Linked DNA regions of Capsicum annuum: region 2 is linked to region 1. The links are chromatin contacts, called in public Hi-C maps. All regions are on one chromosome and are shown on one strand. Each heading gives the region's core, a stretch centred on a gene start, on an enhancer-like site or on the middle of the called end of the contact. The rest is flanking DNA. Distances are from core to core; before and after follow the strand shown.

The links. A called contact is a pair of places that touch in the nucleus more often than the background predicts.
Region 2: a contact with region 1 is called in a Hi-C map of leaf, with 4 times the contacts expected there. The contact joins two enhancer-like sites. A contact is called at or near these places in 4 of 5 Hi-C or Micro-C datasets (bud, leaf and placenta).

The regions. Positions count from the first base shown.
Region 1 is chr10:139,735,655-139,743,582 of UCD10Xv1.1, reverse strand. No RefSeq gene overlaps it. Among protein-coding and RNA genes, the nearest start is that of LOC124888275, 4.2 kb to the left of the region's middle. Within about 2 kb of position 4,317, at least 5 of the 5 cell types and tissues checked have an H3K27ac peak or open chromatin away from gene starts, as enhancers often do. A contact at or near this core is called in leaf, where this site is marked.
Region 2 is chr10:139,909,903-139,917,830 of UCD10Xv1.1, reverse strand. It overlaps LOC124888038 (a long non-coding RNA gene), which reads right to left and starts at 1,341. Exons shown (of 3, transcript XR_007045917.1): 1 at 1,123-1,341. Within about 2 kb of position 4,875, at least 1 of the 5 cell types and tissues checked has an H3K27ac peak or open chromatin away from gene starts, as enhancers often do. A contact at or near this core is called in leaf, where this site is marked.

The DNA of each region.
Region 1 (7,928 bases), core at 3,068-5,567:
CTATTCCGACCCTCAATCCTACCCCTCACCCTACCCCCTACCACCTTCATCCAAAACAAAATATTTTAAATTTTTTTCTTACCTTATTCCTTACCCAAAACCCAAACTCCTATCCCCCTACCCTCTCCAAAAAAATATATATTTTTTAAAAAAAAATTAAACTTTTTTCTTAACCCCCCTTTCCTACCCGACCCTTCACCCTTTACCAACCCCCCTCCCAAATAAAATAAAATTTTTAAGTTTATTTTTGAAAATTTTAAATTTTTTCCTTATCCCACCCCTACCCCACCATTCAAAAAAAATATTTTAAAATTTTTTTTCTGACATCGTCTCCTACCCCAAAACTCAAACTCATGCTCCCTAAATAAAAAAATTATTTTTTTTGAAAAAAATTCAAACTTTTTCTCAACCCCCCCCCCCCCCACCTCTCTCCGTGCAATCCGATCTCTCCCCCACCCCTACCAACCTCCCCCTTCCTCTTTCGAAAAAAATAAATTTTTAAATTTTTTTCTTACCTCACTCTCACTTCCCTACCCCTACCCCTACCCCCACTCCTACTAGCCCTCCCCCCACTTCCCTATCCCTACCCCACCTCCTACTACCCTCCCCCTCCAAAAAAAATTATTTTTTAAAGAAAATAATTTTTTTCTTACCCCACCCCTATCACCTATGTTGACAACCCCAACCCCCACCTACCAGTCTCCCTCCCCAAAAAGTAAAATTATTTTTTAAAAAAGAAATTCAAAACCTTTTTCTTATCCTGACACTTCTTATCCTATTCGTTCTCATTTTTTTTTTTAAAATATATACAAATACTTTTAGAAAATATATACTTACCCAATTTGCATAACAATTACAAGAATATAAGTAAGAAACAACTTATTTTTCTAAAAAACATTTTCCTCCTTCATATTGAACACAATCTAAAAAAAGTATTTTTTGAGGTCAAAAATTATTTTTCTAAGATATATTTTTATGCTTTAACTAAACACTAAAATGTATTTTCTGAAAAAAAAAAAAATTCATTCACCAACCAAACACTAAAAAATATTTTTCAAAAAATATTTTTCACTCACCAATCAAACATAAAAAAATAAGTAAGAAACCAACTTATTTTCAAGAAAAATATTTTTTAAGAAAATATTTTTCATGAAAAACATTTTCCTTCGTACTAAACACATCCTAAATGTAGAATGCAAGGGACTTGAATCAAGACACAGTCGGCAACTTTTGGGTAACACTTCTCAATTGACTAGTTCGCTGAGCCGTGCTACGCACGGGCCCAATGTTGATCCTTGAAAATTCTACGTTATGTATAATTTTATCATTTAATTAAAACTTTCATTTGCTTGTAAATAAATTCTTAGTTAGGAATATATTATTATATTTAGATTAATGAAATGTGTATAAAAATATTTTAGGTTGTTAATATGAAACCATATAATTTTGAGAGACAATAAAAACTATTTATATATTTTTTTAAATATTTACAGTTATTAATTATTGTGATTTATATTTCAAATAGTAATTATCAAATATATAATAAAATATTTTAGGTTAGTTAATTGTTGTATTTTAGAATACCTTTTATGTAATTTTCAAATAATGCATGTTACTATCCTTGTTTAAATTTTTGAGGCATTGATAATCAATTATATTTTAAAAATATTTAAGTTTTTAATTATTGAGATTCATAATTCTTTTTTTCTATTCCAATTTGAGTGACACTGATATAATTTCGAGAGTCAACGAAATATTTTATATCTTTTAATTTTTGTAAGTTGTTAATTATTATGATTATTAATTATTTTTTAGATATTTTAAGTTGTTAACTATTACTCTTTATATAATTTTCAAATAATATAAGTTACTCTCCTTATCCAAACTTTTGGGGCGTTGATAGTCTATTACATTTTCTTAAAATAATTTAATTTTTTTTTTTGTGATTTATAATTTTTTTCCTGTATGCCAATTTAAGTGACACAATGCTTAGATGGTCAAAAACAACAAAGCAAACATGTTTTAAATAACTTGTAATAATTAATTATATAACAAAATTACTTTTAATTAGATGTTATAAAGCAAAATTACTATAAAAGTACTTGTATAAAAAAATTAAATGGGTCTCATATCAGACGTCAAATTAATTTAATATTAACTATTATTAATTTTTTAATACTTAGATGACTTATAATAATTAATTAGGAGTGATGTAATAAAATTATAGTTGAAACAATTGAAGCAGACATGTCATAAATACTCCCACCGTCCCAAATTTTCTAATTTGATTTCCCATTTTGCTTATTTTTTTCATTAATCAAGAAGAGACAAAAAATTTTTCCATGTTTTACCATTTGCATTAATTATTTTTCTTCAAATTAAAATGTACACATCATTTACTAGGGGTACAATGTTAAACTAGGTATGTTATTAATTATTTTTCTTAATTAATGTATCATCTTAATTTGGGACGGATAATTTGAGACAGAAAGTATTTATTTTATTTTCTTGACGGTAAACAGACATGACGACGGTCTCGTGCCACTTCTATATAAGAGAATTAACCCAATACCGAGTGAAGATCTCCCAAGAAAATCAACTTCAAAATGTCGAATTTGACCCCGTGATGACAACGAAAAGTTCCTCGCTCCCTTATATTAAGTGGTAATTCAGTTTAAGGTTATAAAATTTAGAAGCCATTTTTATATTGTTGAATTTTATATCAAAGAAATAAATATGCATAAAATAAAATTGATGTTATAAATGATAATGAGTATCTATCAAGATATATTCATTATAGATACAGTAAATATATATTGTTTTGGAGAAAATTTTTTAAAATATCTTGAATAAATAGAGGTTTTTTTTTTTTTTTTTTTTTTTTTTTTTTTTTTTTTTTTTTTTTTTTGTAAATGATACTCAAGAGAAATAAAAATTATTGTTTCTTCTTTCCTTTGTTATTCTTTTCTTTGCTATATTAGTTTATAACTCGTTAGCTTTAAGGAATTGAGGAATTTAACAAAAGCCACGAAGCTCTACTATTTTTCCATAAGATAAGTATTGTTAAGTTCTTTGATAAGATTGTATGAATATATCCATAATCTATCATCAACTAGAAAAAGAAAGCTCGTGCTCTGCATGGCCCGATCATTATTATTCGAAATTAGTAATTTTAATTATAACATTTGTAATACTTTAAATATGATAATATTTGTATCTTTTTCTACTAACTATATTAATGTTCTGATATTAAAGATCAAATGTCATTCATAAGTAAAAAGATTGGAAAATATATGATCAAATATATTACTTAGTTAATAAAACTAAAACATGATAGAATTTTTCAACAACCAAAGAAATGTTCAAATTTAAATTACTATAACCATGTTCTATTCCCTTATTTTCATATTTAATAACGTTGTTTTTTGCTTGTACTCATCATAAGAAATTCGATCTTACTCTTGATTTTTTTTTTTTTTTTGGTTTCTCATTCGGTGTCCGGTACCCGCATTGGAGTCCAACTAATCTGGATTCACGCCCGGTAGATCCCCATTCGGGAGATAGCGCTCCCAACAGAGTTTTTTCCATACCCAGGATCGAATCCTTGACCGCTGGTTAAAGGTGGAACAACCTCATCCGCTTCACCATAACTCATGTTGGTCTCTTACTCCTGATTTTCACTATGCTATCCTTAATTAAATCGTGCATATTAATATAATTTTTTAATTATGCAAAAACTTCTTATCCAAATAATGTCTTCTGATTATATAACCAAATATTTATTTTAATAAACTGAATATAAAAGTTATAGATACCACATTCTATTATTTTATTACTCAACAAATATATATATTTTTATTATTAATGAAATAGCAGTCAAAATTCAATTTTCCTTCAATTTGTCTAATTTTAGGCTACTTTTTATCTATATGATATCAATTTTATTCAAAAATGAGCATAAATATATATAAAAATTACACAAATACACAACTTATGTTTTTAATATTACAAAAAATCTCAACTCCCTAAACATATTACAAAAATTCCAATATATACACAAAATATTATGTATATGTCGGTTATGTTATGTATATTAATAGAGAGAGAATGATATAATTAAAAAGTGAGAGAAAGTGTAATTAGTTGATAAATAAATTGGCTCAATTTTAAATTCTCAATTAGCCCAATCCAGTCGCCCAATTCAATAACGCGCAAGCCCACCCAAATTTTAATTTTAATCTCAATCGCCCACCCTCTTCGATCACACGGTCTTTATCCATTTCTTTAATTATTTTTAGTTTACACTAACATACCTGACTTAATTACATTATCCCCAACCCCAACTACCAATCTCTTCTTCTCTCCTCTTCTTCCTCCCATACCCTCGATCGTCAGCCCATGGCCGGGAATACCAAGCAGGCCGCATATCATCTTGCATTCTGCAAGAAAAGAAACAAAAGGAAAGAAAAAACCTATTTGAGAGTACCCAAACTTCTATCTCTTACTCCTTTCTCTATCTAGAAGAAACTCATTCACTGTCTAACGTTGTTTCCCTACATAAATTAATCTTTGCTGCTCGAAATAAACTGGTTCATCTGCTGCAGAAGGTCAAAATAAATTGGTTCATCTGCTACGAAAGTTTTATTATCAGTAGATTTATTGATTTTTGTTGGTAAAATTTGTTTTTTTTTTTCAACTTTTTTGTAAATTTGGTTTTGGATTTAACAGTTATGAAGAAACAATTTTCGATTTGAATATTTGATTTAACAGTTATAAAGAGATAATTTTTATTTGAGTATTGAGATATTGTATTGTTGGATCTGATGGTATTTTCTTTTTAGGAAATATTACTTTAGATATGGATATTGATGGTAGCATGTAAATGGACCAATTTAGCCCCCATAGCTGCCAGTGCAGTTGACCTCACCCAAATTATCCCGAATTGTCGACGAGGAGGACAACGAGAAGCTCCTTAAACTACCTCTTATAATGTATAGGAATATATATTTTAGTCAACTAATAATGATGCAGGTGATATGGTGTGGTGAAAGATCTAGTTAAGCTCAAGAAATATATGACTACCAGACATGGTAAAATTTCACGTTTATTATTATGGCTAAATTCATTTAGGTGTATAACCCATTTGTATTGGTAATATTTTATAGGTTGTAACTATTTCTATTGATAAGATCGATGTTAAAGGAAAAGCTTCAATTTGTTCATGTAGTAAATATTTTGAAAGAGATTCTAAGCTATCATAATTTAATAGGTTTAAGCCATGAATATAGTTTATTATTAGGGAATGGGAGCTTTGATTTTTATAAATACAAATTTATTTCCTGTGGTGAATGTGATAGGAGTAACACCTTCAGAAGAAGTAGAATAATTGAGAAAAAATATTCTAAAATTTACTCTTGAAGTAATAAATCTAAAAATTTATTCATGTAATAGTAAATGTAAATTTACGTAAGAAAAAATTACATGTCATGATAAACTTGGAGTTTATTAGTAAAAATAAATTCATAAGTTGGCATTAACGATTATGACACCCCAAAGATGAGCATATTGATTATCGGACAAGTAACGAACAACTGGAAGATTCATCAACAGTTGTTTTATGTTTCTTGTTCCTATAATAAGTTGGTTGGACCGACTAATGTTCGGATTGTATATCAAAAAAATTTGAAAAGTATAAAAGGTGAATATAGACCCGTTCACCCATCATGTGGTATGTTGAAAAGATACATCTATAAGATGATCACACATGCATTTACTGTCAATTTGTAGTTTGACATTTGTAAAGTTGTTTGATCAATATAAATTGAGTCAAGAGCATAATTTCAAATTGAGTAATAAGACAATCTATCTTGATTATGCTAGTTTGGGTTGAATGCTTTCGATGAATATCTGGATCATTACTTATGAGGACAAAGTTTTATGTATTGGTTTGAAATATGATATATTACAAACAAAAGTACTTATGTGCATTAGACCAATAAGTTATGATTAATTTCTCTGTCAATTGGTTCGGGATCAGGAACCAAATATTTGTCATCTATTAGTTTTTTATGTGTGGTGTACGATGAATGTATATATCATGATGCACAAAGATAGATTCACTAAAGTAGATTGAGATGTATATATTAGTTTTCCTAACATAAGGGAGAGAACTAAGCAACTATGAAATATGTCGAAAATCATCTTCAGATCCTCATTCAAAAGATAGTTCAAGTCAAATGCTAGAAGCATTTACTGACCTAAAAGTAATCTCATATTTCTGTTGCAAATGCTCCTATTGAATGTCCTTGAAGGAAAAAGTCTACGACACTTATGATTATGATATACCAATTGCTTATAAATGCAGTAATTCTTAAAAGAGGAAAGGAGCAAATGATCATAATAAGGAGGTAAAGTGCTCTTGAGGAGCCTATGACATAATGCTCATGAAACCTTGTTTTATGGGAGAAAATGACTTTGACTTATTTGAATTCAAAAACATAGGAAAAAGTTTCGAACTCAATTTTGAAAATAAAGCTGCCACTTGATTTAATTTTGGAAAATTAAGAAAATTTTGAAAGACTTAAAAAGTGTTAAAACAACAAAAATCCTGTTAAATTTAGAAATTCGAGTGAAGGTTCAAATTAATATCCCAAAATTTTTTTCAAGACACTTGAGGTATCCACTAACTCGAGGTTGTTCGGTCTATTTGAAAACAACTTTTTGACTAACTTGAAAGAAAAACATTGTTTGTCTAAAAAATTAAATAGAAAATTATTTGATTAATGTATTTATTGAAAGATAATTTTGAAACAGGTTTAGGTAACTAGTCGAAGAACTTGTTTAAATCTTAATTAGCAAATACTAACAAAACAAAGAAGAGAGAAAAAATTGGGTTTAGGCACTCTAAGCCCAAATCCTTAAACTTGTCCAATAATGGACTATTGGGCTTGACCCACTTCAAGAACTTGAACCTTTCCTAAAACTAGAATATTCGGACTTTTGTTCCACAACCTACCCTAAATTATTTTCGGGTGTTTAAGGCCCAAAATTTGCTTCATCTGTGTTAAATTACAAAGGAGAATGGACAAAAATAGCCTTTCGACTAAAAAAATGACACAAAATAGCCAGTGAACTCAAAATTTTATTTTTTAGCCATTTCGCTGGCTAGCAGCTAATGACAACAAATTTGCGCGGCCTTGTTTGACTTTTTCTCTTTTTTTTTTTTTGTTATTTTTTTTTTGTTTTGTTTTACTTGTGTTGTTGCTTTTTTTTTTTTTTTTTTTACTATTTTTTAAATTATTATAGAAAGTGTATAAAATAATTTATTGCTCTTTTCTCCACTATTTTTTTCTCTTTTTTTAAAAAGATAATCAAATATAAAATATGCATTTTTTCAAATACAATTAAAAAAAGAAAAATACATATTTCATATGATACAATACATATTGACACATATTGTACTTATATATAAGAGATAATAAGATAAGATTGATAGTCCTCACAAATTTTTTTATGCAATATAATTGCTACATGTGTCTATTACTTTGTCTACACATTATTATTTTTGTCCTCATTATCAGACATAAAGTATTATAAATAGTCCTTGTAGTTGTCGAATTGCTATTTCGATAACTTAATGCATCAAGATCAAGTGAAAAAAATTACAAGTTGAATTTTTAATATTAATTTTTGGCCCAAATTTAGCACCGTCCGAATAACACTAGTATACAAATACATATGTATTGCTATATGTTGGTACGATCCAATACATATCCGATAAAATATAATACAAATACATATATGAGTATTCTAAAGAGAGAGAGTGTGTGTATCGATACATATTGATACTACAATATGATATACATTGATATGATATAATACATATCTGGTATATATATACACATTCTATACAACAATGATGCAATGTT
Region 2 (7,928 bases), core at 3,626-6,125, 170 kb before region 1:
AAGGACTTAGGTGAACTGAAATACTTTCTTGGAATTAATTTGTTAGATCCAGAGAAGGAGTTCTGATGAATCAAAGAAAGTACTCTCTTTTACTAATATCTGAGTTTGGACTAGCAAGATAAAAACCTTTTTCTACACCTATAGACACAAATATCAAGTTGACAACAAAGTAATATGATGAGTATAAAAGCTACAACATAGGAAAGGGTCCGCTACTAACTGATGTAAGCTCCTGTCAAAATTTGATAGGGAAACTCCTACATCTAACAATTACTAGATATGATATTACTTATAGTGTTCAAACACTAAGTCAGTATCTACAACAATCTAAGAGATCTCATATGGAAGCAGCCTTGAGAGTAATAAAGTACATCAAATCTGAACCTGGACAAGGTGTTCTTATGTCTAGCAATTCTATACAGAAGGTGATTGCATATTGTGATTCTGATTGAGCAGTTTGTTCTCACATAAGAAGGTCAGTTACAGGGTTCCTAATAAAACTAGGAGACTTATTGATGTCTTAAAAATCTAAGAAAAAAGATACTATAGCCAGAAGCTTGCTGAAGCTGAATATAGATGCCTAGCTTATACTATGTTTGAGCTCACTTGGCTACTTGGATTACTGATAGAATTGGATATCAAAGTTGATGTACCAGTTGATGTATTCAGTGAAAGCAAGTCAGCATTACAAATTGCTGCAAACCCAGTAGTTCATGAGAGAACAAAATACATAAAAATTGGTCATCACTTTATTAAAGAAAAAATACAACAAGCCAAAGTCAAGGCTCGATACATATCTACTAGAGATCAATCAGTTGATCTACTTACAAAAGGATTGTCTAAAGCTCAACATCAGTATCTCAATTCCAAGTCAGGAGTCCTGAACATATTCAGAGCGCCTAACTTGAGGGAGAGTGTTGATCGAAGAAATGTTACTTAGCTACACTAAATGTACTGCTTGTATTAGTTACAGTATTGTTGAAGTAAAAGTTCAGGAAATTATTTAGGTTAGTTAAGAAGGCAGTTATGTAGAGTTAGTTACAAATGAGATAACTCAGTCTATAAATCGGTGTATCATTCCATTCATGTAGATACAAGAGTATGATTCAATAATAAAGTTACTTTTAATCTCCCATTCTCAAGCTGCTGCTTCTTCTGTAGTTCATCAATGGTGAACTGACTAAGTTCACTCCCCCCGGAAAGCTCTGCCCTTTGATTTCTTTTTTGATGATTTGATAGTATAGAAAGATTAGTCTCATTGATGTATATATGTAATTAGTTATGCACCACATTTTTGTAAAGCAAAAAATATGTCAGAAATTTCTAAAATTTCAATTAATACAAAATAGTGGACATCCATAATTGTAAAGTGCAACAATTTATACGAGAACATAAAGATTGAACTGATTCAATTTAAATTTCTCTAAACCGTATTATCAAAACTTCATAAATGAAAATCGCCACTAAGCTCGCAAGCTAGGGGTGTAGATAGGCCGGGTTGTTTTGACTTTTACCATAAAAAAATTAAATAAATTATTTCAATTTATTAAATCTATAAACCAACATAAAATCAATTTTTTCAATTTAGATTTTAGTCATTTTTTTATTTTTTTGATTCTTTGATATTTTTGATTCTCTTTTTATAATCTTAAGTTTTTACAAGTATATTGTGATTGTAGACAAGATCAAATATGTTTTCACTCATGTGCTAGTGAAAAATCACAATTATGAAAAATGAGTAGTAGAAAAGAGGAGCAGAGAACTCTCTGAAAACTAAAAAGTAATATGAAAAGTGACTGAAGAGTGAAAAGTTTATATTGAGCTTCCTATTTTTTAGCTATCAATTGATGAATAAATATTAAGGTAACTTACACAAATCTCATAAGTTAAGAAGCCAACAATATCTTTTATTAGAACTTTGTTCAATTACATAAGATCCCAGGATATCGTCTTTTGTGATACATAATTAAGTCTTGAACATATTGATTGTGACAGATTTAAAACAAATTGGTTAGTTAAATAAGGAAATAATGAAATTGCATTTATTTAGGAGAGTAAATCACGTGAAAATGATCTGGGCTCCTCCATTCTACCTTCTCCCACAATTAACACCATTAACACAACAACACTCCCTCAATTTCAGTTTTCAACAACTTACTATCGCCACCACCTTTCAGTTTTTATCTTTTCAATACTCAAAACAGATAATTTCTATAACTGATTTCGTGATTCAATAAAGTAGAATTTGATTCAATTTCTTTCATCTCTATTAATCTTTTCTTTTTTTTTCTTTAAAATTTATTTTTTTGATATTTGAATTTAAAAGAACAACAATATTGATGATTTGAATTTTGTCGAAATAATGGTTATTCGATGATTTGGGTTTTATCAAAATAATAAATGATTCCAATTTCACCAGAATTGTGTTGGGTAGTTGATTTGGTGTTTTCTAGCTGACATCGCTTTGAAAGGTAGGCTTGTCATTGATATTTAAATGGACGATTAGTATTGGATAGTGAATTTGGTGTTCATTTCCTTCATTCTGTCCGGAGACGATCAGATCTAAAAAATGTATCAAAAGTATTTTGTAATGTAATGTATAAAAATTTGATGAACTTTTTATTTAGAGAATTGAATATATGTATAAGAAGTTGTATTATGTACATGGTATATATCAAAAGTATTTCATAAGATGTCTGATGAAATGTGTTGAAAATATATCACGAACATATTTTGATATATTTGAAAAAGTAATTACAAACGTGTTCAAAAGGCTCCAGATTTCTATCTGAATGAATTTGAGATTTATCTATTGCCTATGTTTGATACATATGCCTTAGAGGTTATTTTTTGTTGATATATATTTTTGATGCATATTTCTGATATAAATGAAAAAGTACCAAAAATTATGTTGAAAAAGTTCCCGTTACATATTTGTAATACATATTTATGTTAGGAAAAGGTACAATTAATATGACATATATTTGATACATGCTTATGTGATTGCTTTTATCTGATACATACGTATGATATATATACACATATATTTGATGCATATATATCGTATAATATAACTGTCTGATACAAAGTGTCAAAATATTACACCATTTAATATTATATCAAATGATTTTACTTAGTACATATGTATCATTGACTTGTGGAAAAGAGTTATGCTTCTGAAATATGTATCATTACCTAATATATTATAGCAACATTGTTATTCATATACAAGATTTTTCATATGCCATGAAAGAAAATGTTACATATCATTCATTGATCTACATATCATTCAAGGAGCTAGTAGACTATGTTACATTGACATGCAAGTACATTCATATTATCATGAACAAAAATTACATTCTTTTTACTACGATACACATGCACAGAGATACATTAGCATGTTTTATTAACAAATACTAAGCTCCATATTACATATGAATTAAGTAGACTATGATATATTAGCATGCAAGTACATTCATATGTATCATGAATAAAAAATATATTCTTTTTACTATGATACATATTCATAATGATACATATATATGTATCATGAACTTTATTTTAATGCATTGATCTTATTTCCCATCTTCAACACTACCCATTAACTCTCTCAATCTTCATTTAAAAGCAACCAAATACATCAATAATTCCTCCTCTACCACCACCACCCCCGTCTTTGCCATTCTAATCGAAAATCTAGCAACATTGTTCAATTTCTCCTTTTTCTCTTAATATTTATTGGCCTAAAGGATTGAAAAAAAAATCAAAATCGATTAAAGATTGATGGATTAATGGTGAAGGGTAGTTGACGGGTTGTTGTGTTTACATTGAGTATGGCGGTTAAAATTGGTGATTATTCGACGAGGGTCATAGATCTGTGCAATAATCAGTGGAGGAAATCAATGGCAAAGTGAGAGTAAGGTGAAATTCAATTCTCTCCCACAAATTTAAGGTTTGTGTATGGTGTCAATGGACGGAGTTTAACAGTGAAGTGAGGTTCAATTCAACTAGGTCTTCATTAATGGTGTTGAGAAATGATTTGTATTGGGAAAAAATACAATTGTGGGAGAGAGATTACTGAAATTTTTTGGGAGAAGATTTTAAAAGATGAAATCCCGTAATTTTGAGCTACAATGGTTGAGTAGCCTGCATTAAATATGTATCAAGAGCAATTTTCAATTTCTGAGATTTTCTGTAATTTTTTAAAAGGTATGGGATTTTATTTATTAATGGCCCTAATACTTGGGGATTTGCGTAATTTATCCTACATATTACAAATTAAATGTGCAAACCTGAATATATATATATATATATATATATATATATATATATATATATTTATATATATATATATAATGTCAGTTTGATTTGAGTTCGATTTGACTTTTCTTTGGTTAACACCAAACAAAATCAAGAATGCTTCATTTTTTTTTTCTAACGCCAAATCAATCAAATCAAAATTCAAGTCGATATTTTTTATCTATTTGATTTAATTCATCAATTCGATTTAATTCGATGATTTAATCAGTAGACCCCTACTCGCAGTATAGTAATATATTAGCTTTAAAAGAAAAAAATAACGCAAAATCCTCTACCCAAAAGCATATCATAGGTTAAATACTTATTCATGAAGCAATATAAACCACACAAATAAAAGAAAAAGTCATAGAAACAAATAATGTAAGATAGGTGTGTAGATTAGAGGACAAATGAGGCACGGAAGATATTGCTTGATTTGATAAGTACAACTAGGGGTGTACAAACCGAACCATTAAGTCAAACCGAACCGATGAATCAAACTAAACCGAGGAAAAAACCGACTTATGGTTTGGTTTGATTGGTTTGGTGTTGCTAAAAAAAATACGATCATTCTTGGTTTGGTTTGGTATTAGCAAAAACAAAATCAAACTGAACTCAAACCAAACCGACATAATACATATATAATTTTAATTTTTTATACATAAAAAAATATTACTTATAATCTACTTTCTTATTACTTTTATTATTTTTTTATACTCAAAAAATAAATATATTCTTGGGCCTTTAATTATACTATTTGTCCATTAGAAACAAATTAGTACAAAGCCAATATTAATATAAAAACCTAAAACTCTTCAATTGTTTCACTTTACATTTTACTTTTCAAGTTATGAGAGAGTTCTCATTATTTCCTCATCTTACTTTTCTCATTCTCCTCATTCGTCAAATTATGATTTAGGTTTTTATTTTTTTTATGCAATTATGTTATAGTTAATTACTTTATGGAGTTAGGTTTTTAATAAGTTGTCTTCAATTCTTCATTCTTTTGTATGCTCACATTTTTTGTGAAGGAAACTTTCAGATAAGCTATTGTGACTAGTGACTTAGAAATTGAACCATTGGGTATCTACATAATATTACTTTGAAATAGTAGTTTAGACGTCTTAGTAATTTGTCAACTTAATTTTAATTGGAACTACTCTATGACCATTATTTTTTTTTTTAATCTTTTTAGTGAAAATATTTATTTTTTTCTTCAATCACATTATAATTGTAAAAAAATTGAGAAAACCAAAAAAATCCAACTAAAACCAAAATAAAAAAACCGATTGTATATTGGTTTGATTTGGTTTATAGATTTAGAAAATCGACATTATCGGTTTGGTTATATTTTAATGAAAAATTGAACCAACCCGACCTATGTACACCCCTAAGTACAACATATAAAGGGCATACATGTGCTCTATTGTTCACTTTTACTTGTGTAGATTGAATTTTACATGATTTTTTGTTAATAACGACAAATGTAAATATTTTATCACATATCTATATTAATTGATATTTAACCTTAAAAATGACAAAATATAAATATATTTTTAATATAGTAAATAAGTAAAAGTGAATGACAAAAATATCAAATAAAAATAGCCATTGGGGGCACAATAAGTCATAGGGGATCATTTGCTTTGGAAGCTAGTTATTCTGACATTAAATATCTCTGGATTAGCTATTTAACCCTCAAGAAGAGATAAAAATAACATTATAATTCCGAAATAACTAACTGTGAGATGAATTATTTCATGCATTTTATTCCAAGCAAATATGGGATAAGCTCATCCTAAAATTAATCTCAATTAATTATTCCTTATTTCTTCTACCAAACGATCCTTAAGTGTATAGCTTATGTGGGGAATCTTACTCTATTCGTCTCAAAATAATTGGCATATTTTTTTTTGATGCCAAACAAAATAAAATTTAACCATTATTGTAAGATCTATTTTATAATAATATTGAAAAAAGAAAAGTTACAACTCATAGTACTCTTCATATAGTTTTTTAATATCTAATTTTAACTTTAAAATATTGAATTAATATAATCTAATTTAAATTTAAAAATTAGTCAAATTAGCTCTCAAAAAATGAAACATGCCAACTATTTTGAGATGAAAAAAAATAATAATTTAATTAATTAAATATCTAAAATTATTATAATCTTATTGATGAAAGTTCGATTCCCTCTTTATAATTATCTTTCCCATTTTTCTTCCTCTACCTCCAATTATTTTTAAATAACTAGATAATGAAGGGTCTGTTTTACGGGTCCAATATTACAGTTTTAAATGTATTTATTGATATTTAATTATTTTATCAAAAAATTAAATTTATATTTTTAAATAAATACAATATAAAATGATAGTAGAGATCACACTTTAAGAAAACTATATTTTTCATTTTTATAAAATCAATTAATAGCTTACAACTTATTTAAATTGCCCTAATTGAAATTAAAATATAATATGCTTTAATGCTTATTTTAACACCAGACCAAACATATTTTCTTGAATTAAGTAACTAATTTTAATATTTTTATTTTAAAATTATACAAGAGGATAAATTAAAATTATAAGTGCCAGTATAATAACATTTTTATAAAATTTTACGGGCAATATTTTCTCAAAATATGATCTTTTTACCTAATATACTACATAAATAAAAGTAAATAGCGTATTTATATTAAGGAGATAAGAGATTATTCTTATCCATATAAATATATCATACATTCATTTTCATAATAAAGTAATATAAAGATACAAAAGATACATTATTAATAGTTAAAAATTATCTATAAAAAAAATAGAGCACAAATCAAATTAACAATGGTGGATTTAAATTTTTTATTAAAGGGATTAAAAAAAATATATGTAATGTTAGTTTAAAGTTATTTGACATGAAACTAATTTATCAATTATATCGTACTCTCTTCATTTCTTTTTATTTACTCTATTTGGGTTAAACACATGCCTTAATCTCTTACTCCTATAAAATTAAAAGTAATTTCACTAATATACCTCTAATTAAATTCTATATCTCGTTCCAAATTAATAATAATTACATTTATTGAACAAGGGCATAATAGAAAGATTTTGTTCAAACTATTCTTGAAAGATTAAAGGAGCAAAAATTTATGAATATAAGTACAACCCAAATGGAGCAAATAAAAAGAAATGAATACATTATTATATATCTTATTTTTAAGATTATAAATCTCATTTTTTATGAAAGCTTACATATAAATATATTTATATAATATAGTAAAAATTCTTTACATTATCCATTTAATGTACTTCAATCTATTTTTAAAAATTTATCTTTTAAATATCTGTTTTGCGAGTTGACATGCACATCAATTGTGATTACACCTATAATCCTTAAATGAATACAAAAATTGTGCATCGAAGCATTATATGAATATTACATATGTAATTTTTTTTCATTTCTAGTAAAATATTTGTAACATATTTTCTTATTAAATTAAAAATATATAGTTATACTCCTTTAGTATTTTCAATTGTTTTTAAATATGTAGTTCCTTTATAATAGAAATTATTTATATTTCATACTTTTCTCTTGTTTCATTTCTTTGTTTATTGAAAGAATTCTTAATTATA